2 separate regions of the Arachis hypogaea genome follow, and region 1 is linked to region 2. Evidence: chromatin contacts called from public Hi-C data. All regions are on one chromosome and are shown on one strand. Each heading gives the region's core, a stretch centred on a gene start, on an enhancer-like site or on the middle of the called end of the contact. The rest is flanking DNA. Distances are from core to core; before and after follow the strand shown.

Evidence for each region. Hi-C and Micro-C count contacts between places; a contact is called where the count stands out from the background.
Region 1: a contact with region 2 is called in a Hi-C map of leaf, with 2.3 times the contacts expected there. The contact joins the promoter of LOC112703380 here to the promoter of LOC112703376 in region 2. A contact is called at or near these places in 2 of 8 Hi-C or Micro-C datasets (both in leaf).

Annotation. Positions count from the first base shown.
Region 1 is chr7:71,704,798-71,709,000 of arahy.Tifrunner.gnm2.J5K5, reverse strand. It overlaps LOC112703380, which reads left to right and starts at 2,005. Exons shown (of 3, transcript XM_025754802.3): 1 at 2,005-2,830; 2 at 3,306-4,203. The coding sequence starts at 2,516.
Region 2 is chr7:71,555,713-71,559,422 of arahy.Tifrunner.gnm2.J5K5, reverse strand. It overlaps LOC112703376 (pentatricopeptide repeat-containing protein At2g13600), which reads left to right and starts at 1,972. Exons shown (of 3, transcript XM_025754799.3): 1 at 1,972-2,494. It overlaps LOC112704128 (a long non-coding RNA gene), which reads right to left and starts at 1,779. Exons shown (of 3, transcript XR_003154796.3): 1 at 1,633-1,779; 2 at 1,348-1,507; 3 at 97-452.

The DNA of each region.
Region 1 (4,203 bases), core at 756-3,255, 150 kb before region 2:
TGCAGAACTTTTACATTACATTTAACTCAAACCATCAACAATGAAACATTATTCACCTACAGAATCACAAACTACTAACTAAAAAATTAACTTAAAACGAATCACACGTTATCTAGTTGATTGGATTCAAAACAATAATCAATTTCATTTTGATTCAATTAATAATCTAAACTTGAATTATTCATTATTTTCAACAACGAGATAAGGAGGAGAAGGAGAAAAAGGAAGGAGGAGGAGAAATTCCAATGAAAAAAGAAGAAGGAAGAAGAGGAGTTGGTGGTGTTGGTGACGATGATAACGAAAAATGAGGAGGAGGAGGAGAAGAAAAAGAATGTGTGTGCATTGATTGAAATCTGTTAAATTAAGAGGCGTGTGAAATGTGCGTGCGTAAGACGCGCACGTGAGAGTGATTTAGAAAAAAATAACTTGTATATAATTATATAGTAAAATAGTTTATATGTGGAGAATAATTTTTTTTAGTCGAAAATAGAATATTTGTTGAGTATTAGATTGTGGATGTTTTTTTATGTAATGTCGGATGGTCGTTTTTAAACGTTTTGATCGTTCTTTTGGCTTTTTTTTTCCTTTAGTAGGTTCATTTATTTCGTTTTGTATGTTTTTTTAATGAGGTTTTAGATATTAATATTTTAAGTATTTTGTATGATTTATTTTGTTATATGATGGTTGCTTTTATATAAATTTAAATGTTTCTCCATTTATAGATTTTTGGATTTTTTTTTTATGTGCTAGTGTTGAACGGATGAGAAATAATTTTTTTTAACTGTTAAACAAATTAAATCATCGTTCGTTATTTCTTGATAAAATGACACTACTTTTTAATTTCTTGAATCTTGATAGATATCTAAACATTCTTTTCTTCATCATTAAAATAAGTCATGCATTTTTTTAACTTATTTTAGAAAAATACCATACAATAATATATATATATATATGTATATATATATATATATATATATATGTATTTGTTTCTTGATGGATAACAAAACTACTTTCATATACATTAAAATTAGCTCATTATGTACTTGTTTGGATGCCATTATTTTAATAAAAAAAAATTTTTTTTATTGTAAAAATATCTTTTTTTATTTTTTAATGTGTTTGGCAAATTTTTAATAGTAACAATAAAAACACTAAAAAAATAAAAAGACATCTTTTTTGAGAAGTTGTAATTTACATCTTTTTTTAAAAAGTTTTTTTCCTTAAAAAAAAGATGTTTTTCATGTAATAAATAAACAAAAAAATTACTTTTAGATTGTTATACCCAAACATAATTGATAAATAAAAATATCTTTTTGCATGAGATACCCAAACATAAAATTACTTTTATTTTTTCATAAGATCTTTAAAATAAAAAATAACTCGAAAAAATATCTTTTCTTATAAGCTCACCTAAACAAGCTCTATATGTGTATGTATTTATTAATTTATATACTTTTCAACTAAAGAATTAATTATTAGAATAATTAAATCTGTAATAGTAAAATAATGTAACTTGTAATAATAGTGAATAATGAAATTTATTTATAATAGTATAATAATTTTTTTGAGAGGTCAAATATGTATTTTAATCGTGATGAGTAATTTTTATTATACATATATATAGCATGATTTTTATTCAGTAAAAAATAATTTTTTGACTGAATCAAATTATTATTCAGTAAACTATTTTAGTTTTAGTATTTTATCATTAAAAATAAAATATATAAAAATATTAACTTAAAATAATTTTGTAGGAAACTAAAATACTTTATATTGTTGGAAAAATATATAAAATAAATACAATTTATTCCATTAATAAGAGATGATTTTATGTTCTTTTAAAATTACACTTCACAAATTAAGAGTAGAAAAAAGAATGAGTTTTACTAATTAACAACAGTAATCACAATTCACAAATAGAAAATTATCATAAAAAAAAAAAAACTGAACTTTCCAAGTCTTTTCACTTTAACACACTGAATTAATACTCTTGAGATATTTTTTGTTGATAACTTTTGATTGTAAGGTAGCACATGAAAAACTAAAAGCAAACAAGTGGATTTTTGCATGGGATATGTTTCCCAAAAAGCATGACTAGTGCTAAAAAAAAGTATCAAGCATTAAGGGACCCAAAATCATAACATAATGTTAGTGGAAGTCAGCATCAGGCGCCTGTTACAGGAGCCATTTTCTCATATTCAAATTCCATCATCTGCCGAACCACACACTTAAAAGTCGTTGAAACAAACAAAATAAATAATTAATAAATGAATAAATACAAAGACAAAAAGAAAACCTATTAAGAAGCAGCACCAACCCAAATGGCAAAATGAAAACCCAAAAGGGCAGAGAAGAATCAAGAATCTCTCTCTGTTCTTAGTTTGGTTTTCTCTAAGCCTTTTCTTTCCTTTTCTTTTCATTTCACCATAAGACAGACAAAGCTTAAACTACAAGGTTTCTTTCCTTCCCCTTATTGAACTCCACAAAGCCAAGGAAGAGAAAGGAATTAATAAATATGGTTCAAAAGAAGGTACTAAAGAAGGTTGGTATCAAAGGTGATCATATTAACAAACCAGAGAAGCGCTTCACAAACATGAAGCTTTCTTCTTCTGCTTCTTTGTCTTCTCAGAACCAAGATGGAAAAAGCAAAGGTACGGACATGAAGAAGAAAATTAAGAAACCAATAAGGTCAATCAATCTTTCTGATATTGAGGCTCTTCAATCGCCTTCTAGAAGATTCACATCCCAGCCGGGAAAGCCACCGCCATCATCTCTTCATGTTCCAAGAACTACTACACCAGCAGCTTCCCCACAAAAGCAGAATACTCCGGTGAGAAAACTATCGTAGACAAACATTTCAATGTTACTTATGGATTGTATTATATACGTATAAGGTATTAGATTAATATTTTTATTGGTAAATTTATTATGTTAGTAGTTATAATTTTACTAAATTTATAATTGAATTTGTATAGTTTAAAAGCTCTTAACAAGGTTCATATACTGTTTTAAATTTTGTAATTAAATTTTTAGGGTGTCAAAACTGTTAAGTGTGAGGGAGTATTTTTAATTTGGAGAGAAATATGTCGTTAACTTTAACGTTTTTTAGAAAGAAATACCTATTTACAAAAATTAAAATTGTGCAGAGTTCTAACTAAAAACTTTCATATTATAAAAAGTTAATAATAAATTTGGTGAAATTATAAAAACTAAAATAGTAATTTAACATTTTTAATTTTTATCAATATATTTAAGAAGCATACAGAATCATATTTAATTCTTGTATTTGTGTTTCCGAAATGCAGGTGAGAACATTTGATGGAAATTCTCCAAATTACATGAAGCCCACAAGCAGTTCACATGCGAAAAAGGAACTTTTCCCAGTGAGCCTAAAAAACACTGCTACTCAACCTAGTACTAATGATTCCAAGAGTCTTCAAAAGAAATTCTCAAGTGATTCAAAGAAAGTAGCTGGCTCTGTTTCCAACAAAAAATCTGCAAAGAATTTGACAAGATCATCAAGTTTGAGTCTGGTGAGATCCTTAACAAAGACTACTAGTTTCAAAGCTTCTTCTAGAGCTTGTCCGAAAAAATCGACAGCCAGACCCACTTGTTCTTCGACATTGAAGGACTCAAAGTTTCCGGCATACCTCATGCTTAATCCCGGGGGAAGCGAGTCGGAGGGAACTTCTATGGCCAAGGTTTGTCCGTACACTTATTGTTCTCTTAATGGTCACCAGCATGCAGACTTGCCTCCGCTCAAGAATTTCGTGACAGCAAGGCGGCGACTCCTGAAGAAGCAGAAGAGCAATATGCTTGATGCTTTGAGTCCTCGGAAATCAAATATGAAGGTGCCTTGTGATACAAGGAATGGCTCTGAGATTGGCATGGATGGCTTTATTGAGATCTATGCTAAGGAAAAGGAAGCAGAGTCAACTGAATTGCAAAAATTCGATTTGATTGTGGAGAATGAGGATCCAAAGGATTGTGTTTCCAAGGGAATTGTTCCAAATGAGCGAAATCCAGAAGATGATTCGGATGAAGGGAACGATCAAACTATGTGGTCTCATGAAGAAATAAGCATGGGAAGCTACTTCAGCGATGATAGCTATGATGGAGAACTCAAAAAGGAGGTTGAAATGGAAGAGTCTAATTCTGATTCTGGAGCTAATGGAATGGAATGGGAGGAGAAACTGCTTTGTG
Region 2 (3,710 bases), core at 723-3,222:
GATTTTCTGCTATTCTACACTTTTTTGGCACAAAATATACTCTTATAAGTAAAAAATATATATTCTTAGCTAAAAAAATCAGCAAACCAAAATAAATATCAAAGAAACCACTTTTCATTGAATTTTCAATTCATACAAGTTCATTACAAGTGAAGAATTTAACAAACAATTGTGTATTTCCAAAACCTATGCTAATATAACTCTTATGCTATTCTTAAAGCAACCAGTAGCTGTGAGAATAGTTTTCTTGTCCCTGCAGATGTACTCTTTGGGAGACCAAGACAGCTTTAACAAAAATAGAAATGGTTATCAAGAATTGGAAGCTGAGTTGTAGTCCTGAGGAATATGACTAAGAGATCTTGGTTGATGGAGGATGTATACAGATTTTGTGAAAATCAACATGCTTGATGGATAGATTGCTATGACTAACCACGACAATGCCTACAACAAACCTGCATATAGAAGTAAATGGGAATTTAGGAAACAGTTATATCATCCGTAAAAACTTAAAAAACAGCAAACTACAATGATGGAAATAATTCAAAGATTTGATAGATATGATTATCACTAAGCAACAACAAGTGTAAATGCCTTTTGATTGATTCAATTGAAAGCTATCTATATTATACAACATAGAAGATGCTTGCACAAAAGCCAGAAAACCTAATAGAAATCAAAGCATCAGTTTTAGACTTTTAGATGATAAATAGAGAAAAAATGTATCATGAACATTTCATCCAATTCTGATTTAACAAGCTAGAAATTAAAAAGATGTTTCCACCAATATTGATTAATTATTTATCTCAACATACATAGGAAATAATTGCGAAAAGAAGAGTAGGCTTACATACACTAATCCTATTAGAAAAATGGAATGCATCATGCAGAGACACAAATAAGATTTTTGAGGTTTTAACCATAACACCTATTTGAGTATTATTATGACTAATTGCATTGCAATATCTGCCAATATTAAGAGATAATAAAAAGACAATAATAAAAATAGCAAAAAAATTCAGATTCAATTTAAGAGATAATATCAAATAAGTTTCTTAATCCTAATGCTTTTGGAGAATTCTTTGTTTCCTTTATGCAGTAGTGTTTTTTGAAATCAACCCACAAAAAATCACATCAAATGAGGTGGTTTCAATCAATTCTTATGATAATAACAACAATCACATGAAAGCAATCAATTTTATTTTCTCTCTGTTTTCACTAATACCGTGAAATTAAAAACAAATTACTGAAATTCCTAACTAACAAATTGTCCAACTTGGAGTTAGTGTGACTAAAATCAGATAGAAAAACAAAACGGGATGTGAATTCAATTTGACATTGGGTTCTTACCTCCAAGGGTTGTGTGGGAAACTTGATGCTAGTCACAAATGTGGATTAAATCAGAGACAAGTCCATATAAAGGCTTCCCAACCACTGGAAGATCAGCTGAATCCGGGAGAATTTGGAGTTTCGAAGGGTCCACATTGACTCCATACTTGAACCTGATATCCTAAACCCAGAAACAAATCATCAAACACACGGTAACAAAAGTGGATTTGCGAACACCCACACAACAATCAAGAAGAAGAAGGAGAAAAGGAAAAAAAGAGCAGAAGAAGAACCAGAGAGATTCACCTCGAAGAAGAAGAATCCTTGACGAGGAGGAACCGCACCGAAAAGATCCAAGAAAAGGCGAAGAATGAAGACGCCAACTAGGGAGAAGAGAGATTTCTGGGGATAGAAGGAGAAACCCTCGAACCAACTTAGGAAAAATAGGAATCTGAATAGCTTTTGTCTTTTTCTTTCTTTTAATTATTTAATTTTTAATTTAAATTAACAGGATAAAATAGTCATTTTCAATTAGGTAGTGTCTTATTCTTTGTAAACCAAACATAATATTAGACATTATACTAATAATATGTCTATCATATTCAAACAATATATATAGACACAAATATTTTATGTCTATGTTTCAGTACTTACACAAAACAAACGCAGCCATATAGCGACAGGACTTGTGCTATTTTGCCTTTTAACCTAGAAAGTAGAAACAAAACTCTGGCCCTAACCTTAAGTAAGTCACGCAGCGCCTCCCTCCGTCATTTTTTTTGTTCTGAATTCCCATCCTCCTCCTCGACGTATGCTCTGAGAGAGTGAGCACTGAGCAGTCCATCCTCTATTCGACCATTCCTTCTCCTCCATCCTTCTCACGCAGGAGCAGGGGAGCCTTCGTCTTCGCTCTCATCGTGCCGTCGCAAGTCCCAACCGCAGCGCTCTTCTCCGCGCAGCCGTAGCAGAGAGCGCCAGCCGTCGCGGTAAACCGAGCAGCCCTCTCTGTCGCCAAGAAGCCCTCGCTGTCACCAAGAAACCGCATCTTTTTGGGATGTGGCAGCAGTTCGCGTCGTCGCAGTAGGCCGTCACCGAGCAGTCCTCTCCTCGTTGGGCAATAGCAGAAGTTCAAGCCCTCTCCTGCAACTCAACAATGTTTTATTCGGAGGTCAGTATATTCACCAATTTTTAGAGTAAAATTTGTTGTTGTCACTGGCCCTAATTTGTTGTTGCTGGTCCTAATTTTTTATTTGATAATAATTCCTAATTTTTTGTTTTTTGTTGTTGAAAATTTTTTAGTATAATTTGTTGTTGTTTGAGAACAGATTTTGGGTTAGAGCACTGAAAGAGTGATAGTTGTATCTGAATTTTTGTTGATTTGTGTTGCTGCTCCTAATATGTTGTTGATGGTCCTAATTTTTTGTTGAGTAAAATTTGTTGGTGTTACTGGTCCTAATTTATTGTTGTTGTGATTTCCCATCTTGTTATTTTATGTGCCAATAAGGACAAAATGTAGTCAATTGTTTTCTTTGAGTCTCTGTTGCGCTTATGTTGTTTTGTTCGAATCCAGTTCTGTTATATTAAGAAAAAGCTTCTAGAATTATTGGGGTATCAATATCATCCAAGTGCTATTATGTTTTGAGCCTTCTTTGCTCTATTAATGAAGGCTACTTGGATGAGTTTTTTGTCTGACTTATACAAAGTCTAGCGATGTTTTAAAACCGAACAAAATCGAACAACTGAAAAAAAATCAATAACTTAACAAATTGAAAACCGAACAAACTAAATATTTATCACTTAAATTTTTTTTGCTCTTTGTAAGTTTCAAATTCTGTTTTTTGTTCTGTTTTTCAAATTTCTGCTTTTGTTCTGTGATTCTGTTTGCAAATTCAGTGGTCAGTGGTCACTACTAATCTGTTGGTTAGTTTTGATTATTTGATTATAAATTCTAAATAATTGGTGCTAATTTTTCTTAAAGATGTTTATTTGCTTAAAGATGTTTTGCTCTTTTGCTGGAGAAGATCAAAAGGTGGCTGGCTGCCTTTTGTTGGAAAAATTAAGAGAAACTAGTTTTTATCTTTTGTTGTGTTGATTGTTGAACCTTTCATGACTTTAATTGTTGTATTGTAATTTCTTTTGTCGTCGAACTTCTTGTATCAAGACTTTTGTTAGTTATTGTGTTGAGTGATTTTATGTTATGACTGTGTGAAATTAAACGTGTTATTTTTGTTGCATATTTTTTTGTTGAAAATATCATAGGACAAGTTATTAGGATACCGGATATAAGTAGGACAAGTTACTTTTTCGAATTAATTGAAAAACCGAGAAACTGAACCAAACCAATTGAAGAATTCATATAAAGTTGGATTGGATGACTTCTTTTC